Linked DNA regions of Sus scrofa: regions 2 and 3 are each linked to region 1. The links are chromatin contacts, called in public Hi-C and HiChIP or PLAC-seq maps. All regions are on one chromosome and are shown on one strand. Each heading gives the region's core, a stretch centred on a gene start, on an enhancer-like site or on the middle of the called end of the contact. The rest is flanking DNA. Distances are from core to core; before and after follow the strand shown. Region 1 holds the start of LOC100157002 (vesicle-trafficking protein SEC22b). Region 2 overlaps LOC100624559 (myomegalin). Region 3 overlaps LOC100624559 (myomegalin).

Evidence for each region. Hi-C and Micro-C count contacts between places; a contact is called where the count stands out from the background. HiChIP or PLAC-seq counts read pairs in DNA pulled down with a chosen protein or histone mark.
Region 2: a Hi-C map of liver shows a contact between it and region 1, with 7 times the contacts expected there. The contact joins the enhancer-like site here to the promoter of LOC100157002 in region 1. A contact is called at or near these places in 3 of 5 promoter capture datasets (fetal liver, fetal skeletal muscle and liver), 10 of 47 Hi-C or Micro-C datasets (adipocytes, epiblast stem cells, fetal heart ventricle and 4 more) and 2 of 2 datasets of contacts at active chromatin or transcription factors (alveolar macrophages and skeletal muscle).
Region 3: an H3K27ac HiChIP or PLAC-seq map of skeletal muscle shows a contact between it and region 1. The contact joins the enhancer-like site here to the promoter of LOC100157002 in region 1. A contact is called at or near these places in 1 of 5 promoter capture datasets (liver), 5 of 47 Hi-C or Micro-C datasets (heart right ventricle, liver, skeletal muscle and 1 more) and 2 of 2 datasets of contacts at active chromatin or transcription factors (alveolar macrophages and skeletal muscle).

Annotation. Positions count from the first base shown.
Region 1 is chr4:100,879,510-100,882,280 of Sscrofa11.1, reverse strand. It overlaps LOC100157002 (vesicle-trafficking protein SEC22b), which reads right to left and starts at 1,438. Exons shown (of 5, transcript XM_003484218.4): 1 at 1,126-1,438. The coding sequence starts at 1,200. It overlaps LOC110260433 (a long non-coding RNA gene), which reads left to right. Exons shown (of 3, transcript XR_002343722.1): 3 at 313-422.
Region 2 is chr4:100,719,040-100,721,810 of Sscrofa11.1, reverse strand. It overlaps LOC100624559 (myomegalin), which reads left to right. Exons shown (of 47, transcript XM_021090661.1): 10 at 581-700; 11 at 928-1,020; 12 at 1,146-1,358; 13 at 2,235-2,393. Among named protein-coding and RNA genes, the nearest start is that of NOTCH2, 230 kb to the left of the region's middle. Within about 2 kb of position 1,365, at least 12 of the 83 cell types and tissues checked have an H3K27ac peak or open chromatin away from gene starts, as enhancers often do. A contact at or near this core is called in fetal liver and liver, where this site is marked.
Region 3 is chr4:100,741,983-100,744,753 of Sscrofa11.1, reverse strand. All of the region lies in intron 8 of LOC100624559 (myomegalin), which reads left to right. Among named protein-coding and RNA genes, the nearest start is that of NOTCH2, 210 kb to the left of the region's middle. Within about 2 kb of position 1,348, at least 20 of the 83 cell types and tissues checked have an H3K27ac peak or open chromatin away from gene starts, as enhancers often do. A contact at or near this core is called in skeletal muscle, where this site is marked.

The DNA of each region.
Region 1 (2,771 bases), core at 189-2,688:
TGTTGTAGTTTTACTACGTTTTAATTGTTCGTTAGCTCATTTTTCCACTAAACTGTAAACTCCATGAAAGTAGGGACTATGTCCCTTAATCCCCTATATTAACACTGGCTTGGTACAGCTGATGTGTTTAATTAAGGTTTTTTTTTTTATGGATATATGAATGAAAAGTCAAAAAATTTATGTACAATTTTTTTTCTATATTTCGTCTTTTTTTTAGGCCTTCAGGGTTTTTAAAAAAATTTTTATTAGGTTGCATGAGAAAGTAAAATAAAGTTGATCACTTTAAATAAATTATATAAATTTCACTCTCAGCCTCCTTTCTTCAGGAAACTTCCAACCATGCTCCATGAACTTGTCTCACACCAGGAGTTTCCCTCGTGATTTTTAAGGCACAAAGCATCTTCCTTTCAAGATATCTGGAGTTGTTGTTTTTAAATTAACACATTTCTGAGCATCTACTAGCAAAAGCTACAGGAGACACAAAGATGACTAACATTTGTTATTTACCTGCTACGAAACTCAACTTATTGAAAGAAAAAGGAAAATGTAAAATAAATGTAAAGAGTCGACACAGGGATTTTAATTCCAATAATAGGAATTTAGTAAGGCTTATTGGAGGAGGTGGGAATCGGGCATAACTTTGAAAGAAGGCTCTGTACTGAACTTCAAACAGGCGCCTTCAAACAGGTGCATATATGTGGCAATATTATCTCATCTACTTTCAATAGATGTCAGCAAGCTAGGTCAAGGATCAGGTGCTACAGTAAGAACAGTTAAAGAATTTAGGGGCTGATTTCCCCCAAGACCTGTCAGTCAGCCTTATTAGCAGCGAAAAATTAAAAATCCTGATTTCAACGAAGCACTGGATGATCACACTCAGCTAAACTATCCCTTCTCCAGAGCGTTTTTCTTAAGAGGAACAGGTAACACAAAAATCTACCTTCGCCTTCAGGAAGGATTTTTTCTAACAAGTAGTCTTCTCCACTGCCAAAAGAGAAAAAGCACTTCGCAGGGGTCAGGAATGTCTGGGAGGCGACAAGGGTCTCCATGTCTTAAAAAGGAATCAGTCGCTGAGAGCTGAGTGCTCCGGCAGGAACTCGGGGTCATGGGGATCTTGGAGCTTACCTGTTCGTCCTCCTGCATCGAAGCGGCCAACGGGAGCCCGTCCGCCACCCGGGCGATCATCGTGAGCAACACCATCTTCACAGACTACCGAGACCCAAAACTAGCCTGGACGGCCGTAGGTGCGTCTTGACTTGCTTCGCCGCGACAACAGTTATGCCTCTACCTTAGTTCCCGAAAACCCAGCTGCTGGCGTCTCCGCTTCCCGCTGAGGTGGCCGGAAACAAGGTCCAGAGCTCTCCACTACCGGTCCCCAGAATTGGCTTCCCCGGAGAACCACAACTACTGGAACACTAGTTCCGCCGTCTCTCCTTCCATCTTCAGAAACTTCCAAGGCCCCGCCCACTTTTCTGAATTTCCAGCCTCTTCTGAGCCTTGACCCTTGAAGGGGCGTGGCACACAAACTGAAGTAGGATTTCCTAGTTTGGATACTTTAAGTCAGGGGAGAGGGCTGGGAAGGAGGGTAGGAATTAATGGGTACTTAAATGAAGAGTATGTGAAAAAACTGAAAATAAAGCTATGTATTTTCCTCCTTAATTTTTAATTTTCTATATTATATATCCTATAAAAATACTTTCTGTATTTTTCTATTTCTAAGCAGAAATATGTGTGCACATGCTGTTTGGGAGTTTTCTGCATGTTTGTTTATGCTGTATCCCTAGGTCCTTGAATAGTTTTCGGTAAAAATATGTATTGCATGTGTGAGAAAATGACCAAGTTACAGGACTTCAGAAATCATATAGATCTGTCACTCTTCCAAATGTTGGGGTCTTTGCTACCTGTATCATGATAGGTACAGGACAGCCTTGCAAAACTTCCAGTAACTGTACAGTCACTCCTTACTGGAGCAATCTCTAGACAATTCTATTTGGGGAAGTGTTACCACCTTTTTTTTTTTTTTTTTGGTGTCCCCATCTTTAAAACAAGGATATTTCCTGCCTCTCAGGATGTTTGTGATTATTTAACATGAAAATGTAGGTGCACATATTTTGTAAACTAAAAAAAATTATACAAATGTATTTTATTACTTATATCAATTACACTTTATTGAGCACTAATTGTGTTTACATTAATAGAAACACTGCTAAGTGCTTTACAGATACTAGTTATTTAACCAAAAAAAATGAGTAAAGTTATTTAGTGTTAGTCCCCAATTCATAGTTGGATAAAAAAGCCTGAGAGTAATTTTTCCAAGGTGACACAGCTAGTAGTAATGGGAGCCGAATTTGAACTGGGATTGAACTCCAAAGCCTATGCTCTTAATCCTGATACAACTCTGTCTTAACATTTATCCATATGTTAAAGAGCTCATCCTTTTGTTACTTTTTCTTCAATTCTACAGCCATTAGGGGAAAACTGATATTATTTCTCTTTTTTTAAATTTTATGGTCACACCCATTGCCTATGAAAGTTCCTGGGCTAGGGACTGAATTCAAGCTGACCTATGCCACAGCTGTGGCAATCCCATCCCTTAACCCACTGCACCAGGCCAGAGGTCAAACCCACACCTCCACAGCAACCTGAGCAATGCAGATTCTTATCCCACTTTGCCACAGTGGGGACTCCCTAATATTATTTCTTGAGAGGATTTTGGGAGGAAGACCTAATGATTGACTCCAGACAAAAGATGAAGGGCTGCAATGTAGGCA
Region 2 (2,771 bases), core at 116-2,615, 160 kb after region 1:
GTGTACTTCTTTCTTTATCTCTTATCAAGATTTTAGTCTGTTCTGCACAGATCAGAACTTCTGGTGCCTTTTGGGCCTAAATGCATTTTTTTTTAAACTGTATTAAGGCACTGAGACAGAAGGTTTATGCTTTTGATTTTAGTTTAACTTCTCACCCCTTTATAGCCCATAGATTTTTAACATCTGCTTAGAAGAAAATTCCCATAATATGGGATGCTGCACTCCTGGCCTGGTGTGCCCTTGTTGTGTCCTGTCCTGTAGTGGCTCCTTGGTCTTTATGTAAAAGATCCACAGTGACTTGTGTGGACAAGAGTCCAGTATGGCTGCCAGTATAGAGAAAGCACAGTGCGTGAGAATTGAAGCAAGAGAGTGTTGAAGGAAGTAGTTCATATTTCCCGCTCCTTTCTCTTGCTGATTAACTTAGGACTAGAATGGTTACTATATTGGGGAAAAAATAACAAGGTAATATTCCCTGAGAAATCCTTTAAACCTGGGATTGAAGAAGGACTTGAGAATTAGTTGTATTGGAGGTTAAACGAAATCATTGACCTAAGAAATTGCTTTTCTTTGCTGAATTCAGATTCTTCAAGAAAAACTGAATGAAATGAGCTGTGAACTAAAGTCTGCTCAGCAGTCATCTCAGAAGCAAGATAGTACAATTCAAAGCTTCAAGGAAACTCTGAAAAGCAGGGAAAGCGAGGTAAAATGTTTGGCCATCAAGGACCTATGAGGAAACATTTTTTTCCCATCAAAGTAGAAAGAATTCTGTAATTTATAGAAATGGATATTGTCAGACTAACAGAAAAATCATAGTGTCATCTGAATGGGTATTTTGGAGTAGTCTTGATGCTAAAATCTATACAGATGAGATAATGGAATGTTTATTTAGTTGGCTAATATGTTTGGTACTCCCTCTCTCATTTTCAGACTGAGGAGTTGTACCAGGTGATTGAAGGTCAAAACGAAACAATGGCAAAGCTTCGAGAAATGCTGCACCAGAGCCAGCTTGGACAACTGCATGTATGTGATGGTCACGGAGGACAGGAGGGGCAACCCAACTGTCAGTCATAGTCTTGATTTTGCTGGTCTTCTCGGCTGCTCAGTGCTTGCCCTCCTTGTGATAATGATTTCCACTCTCTTTTCAGACCTCTGAGGGTACTTCCCCAGCTCAGCAACAGGTGGCTCTGCTTGATCTTCAGAGTGCTTTATTCTGCAGCCAGCTTGAGATCCAGAAGCTTCAGAGGGTGGTACGACAAAAAGAACGGCAGCTGACTGATGCCAAACGCTGTGTGAGATTTGTAGAGGCGGCGGCAGAGGAGAGAGAGCAGCAGAAAGAGGCTTCTTGGAAACATAACCAGGTAAATCATTAATCATTGTGTGGCATTGTGTAAATGCTGACTTTGCCCTGATGGTAACTCTTTATAAGGGTAGCTTGTGTTGAACCCTCGAGTCACTTACTTCTTCTAAGTATTCAATTCTGCATTTGTTGCCCTTATATACCATGTGCCAGGTGGTGGGCTGTGTTCTGGAAATATGAGAGTAGATCTTATAGTCCCCTTCCTCAAAAGTTACTTGTGAGACAGTATGAGAAACAGTCACATAAACAGAATTTCACTCTGGTAAATACCGTAGAGGAGGTTTATAGGGGTCCTCCATGTAGGTGGGGCTGAGGAAGGGAGTCAGAGAAAGCTTCACAAAGGAGGAGATTATCTGAGATTCTTCCTGAAGCATGACTAAAAGCAGGACCAAAAAGTGGGAAGAACAACCACGGTCAGAAGAGTGGCATGCACAATTAGCTATGTATTTTTTTTAATATAAAGCACGTAATTCTTTAATGGTTCCTTTATCATGTTAGCTTAGAGCATACACTATCAATTTTTTTAAGATTTAAAAGGATAGGTAGTCATATTATATCCTGGAGCTTATTGTAAAGTAAAGGATCCAGGTTTGTGGTGGAACAGAGTCCCACTTAGTACTCTGTTTTTAAGCAAAAAAAAAAAAAAAAAAAAAAAAAAGTATTGAACTATAATATTAAATTTACATCCTGCTCCCACCCACAGTTCCTGTAATTTTCCATATCCTGTTTGACTCATGTATTTCTATAGTAATTTTAAGATGGCACGTTTTGCTACTTTAATTTTTGTTCTCTATGCCTTGAAAGTTTTAAAGTCTCCATATCTAATGACCATGTGAAAATTTTAGATTGTTTGAAAAAGGGAATCTGTTTAATTCAGGAATTGCGAAAAGCCTTGCAGCAGCTACAGGGAGAATTGCAGAATAAGAGCCAACAGCTTCATACTCTAGAGGCTGAAAAATGCAATGCGATTAGAATCCAAGAGCAACACATTCAGCACCTCAACCACAGTCTGAGTCACAAAGAGCAGCTGCTTCAGGTGAGTCCACAGAACGATGTCCACTAAAACTGGGCTTATCTGGCTTGGGAATTTATGTTCATATTATCTCAAGATATTAGTCTGAGAAAAAAAAAAAAAGGAGTTCCCATTGTGGTGCAGCAGAAATGAATCCAACTAGTATCCATGAGGATGCAGGTCTAATCCCTGGCCTCACTCACTGAGTTAAGGATCTGCATTGAATTGAGTAAGCTGTAGTGTAGGTCACAGATGTGGGTTGGATCCCACATTGCTGTGGCTGTGGCGTAGTCCAGCAGCTACAGCTCCGATTTAATCCCTAGTCTGGGAGCTTCCATATGCCATGGGTGCGGCCCTAAAAAAAAAAAAAAAAAAAAAAGATATTAGTCTGTCTGTGTTGAG
Region 3 (2,771 bases), core at 99-2,598, 140 kb after region 1:
CTTATAGCTGTTAGGGAATGAAGGAGCTTGAGTTCTGAAGCCTGATTCATGGAGTTCCTCTTGTGGCTCAACGGTTAATGAACCTGATTAGCATCCATGAGGACGTGGGTTTGATCCTTGGCCTCGCTCAGTGGGTTAAGGATCCGGTGTTGCTGTGAGCTGTGGTGTAGATCAGACATAGCTTGGATCTCGTATTGCTGTGGCTATGGTGTAGGCCAGCAGCTGTGGCTCTGATTTGACCCCTAACCTGGGAACCTCCATAAGCAGCAGGTGCGACCCTAAAAAGCAAAAAAAAAAGATCCATTCACTTCTTCCATCTCCCCCCAGCCCCTCACAACTGGGGATACCACAGCCAGGCTTAGAAGAAAGGGAGCTCACAGATCTTGCACTTCTAGGTTTGAATTGTCCAAATGAAAAACACTCATCTTACCCCCACCTCCCATAGGTAGTACTTCTCATTTATCCCAGTATAAAAGCCTGGACTGGGATATAATCTCTGAGTACAGGAAGTTTTACTTCAGAGCCTTTCTCTCCTTCAGATAAGAGAAACAGTTTTGATAAACACTAATTTGATTTAATTGATTTTACTATCCCTCTAGCTGTTTTCCTTTTCCATTCTACGAAAACATTGTACAGCATCCATTTTAGCTGGAGTGTACTGGTAGAATACCTAGGAATCCCTATTATATAATTAACTTTATATAACAACAACAAAAAATGCCATAAACTTGACATGCCGTGGATTGACGACACACCATGTTTGTTTTCAGTTCTCCATGTCCATTCAGACCGATAGCATGTGGTTGTGATCCGAGTGCTCCGGAGCTTTTTGATGGAGCTTCCATGCTGCAGCAACTTGTCTGCGTTACCAGGGAATCAGAAACTAATATAAAGTGCAATTTACAAAGCGGTTTTCTCTTCCTTGGTATCCACAAAGTTGCAGGGAAAAGCTGGCAGTCATTCCAGTTATTGCTATTATTCCCTTCTGCAGAATTGTGGAAGCTTTATCTCAAAGAACCTGTTCAATGAAACCAGTCCTGGAGAGTATGAAGACAGGGGGAGATGATGCAGTTGCAAAGGAATGTCTAGAGGAATTCTGATTTTGTTTCTTTCCCTTTTTTCTCTCCATCCACCCCTCCCCAGTATTATAGAAGCAATATTTATTAATGTGTAGCTATACTACAGTTAGCTTAAAAAATGAAACAGGACAATAGAATTAAGGAGAGGCATTTATTAAGCCATCAGGACTTCCTCCTCACACAAAGCAGCAGACACTCAAGGCCTTATTTGGAACCTAATGTAAATAGCACTGCATGCAATGAGGCAGATTTCCTAAAATAGCCAACTGGTTCCAGTGTTACCATGGAGAGATCTGTCATGGAGGTTAAGGCAAGAATGTGCTCTAAAAGCTCAAGGCAGAGACTGAAAACCTTGCCAGGATTAGTAGCTCAGGCTGCTCCAGCCAACTTCTTGTACGATTCTTTTTAGAGAGGCTTTTCAGTATCCTCTTCTTAAGCTGATGCATGCTGAAGCTGGAGACTCATTTACAAAGCCTCTTTAAACATCACTGACTCCCAGACATAACCTTCATTGGTTACATGTCCCGGACAGTTGTGTGGGAGCAGCAAAGGAAGTGGAAAATGAGGAAGGACCCAGCTTGTACAAGGCACAAGACACTGCAAGGTGAGGGAAGGGGGACACAAAGACCCGTAAGATTTCTAGAGATTACAATCTAATTGGAATTTAAGAAAGTTTCTGATGGAGACAAAATGCAAGGTGGGAGAGAAAGGAAAAGTTCATGGGCTGGGGTGGGCAGTGAAGATTCTGGTCTGTAAGGAATGAGTAGGATTTTATTAAGAGAGAAACAGTAATAGGCATCAATCTATTCATTCAGTGATCATTTACTTACATCTAGAAACAAACTGTTCTAACAAGAAGAGAACCTGAGTGAAGCACAGTCTTCTCCAGAAGGTGCTTACCAACTGAAAGGGAATAGGCAGTATGGAGAAATGACCCCCAAATTACTGGAGGTATAAAAAAAGTGCTTCGAAAGTTCAAAGAAGAGGAAGATGTCTTTTGAGGGGATTAAGAAAGGCAGCTTAAAGGACATACTTGAAAGTTGGAAAGGGTTTTGACAGGTAGAGGTGGGAGGACCAGGAAAGAACATTACAAGCAGATTAGAGAGAGGTAAGGACGTCAGGGTAAGGAAGCAGTAACTGGCATAGTGAGTATATGCAGGAAGACAGTGAGTTTAGGCTAGAAATATAGGGTGAAGCTAGAGTCGGAGGGTCTTAGATGGCAGATTAAGAAGTTTATGAATATGGGTAAATCATTAGGTCTTCAGCTTACTATGCAGGAAAGTGATCCCTCTGAAATCTGTTTTAGGAAGATTAATCTGGAAGGAGGAGCAAGTAGAAGAGAAAAAAGTTGAAAGTACTGTTAATGGAACTCTAATTACTTAAGATAGGAGGTCATTGGAGGGTAACCAAGAATGGAAGTTTTGTGCTAAGGCAAAAGAGCAAAATAAAAATTTTAAGATAGAATAAGCCATTCATTTATATATTCCAGTCAATGACTGTTTCATTGGCAAGGGGTCAGCCACAGCAACGCCTGATCCAGGCCACATCTGCAACCAACATCATAGCTCACCATAACGCCTGATCCTTTAACCCACTGAGTGAGGTCAGGGATCAAACCCACATCCTCATGGATACTAGTCGCATTCTTAACCTGCTGAGCCATGACGGGAACTCCAGGGAGCTTATATTCTA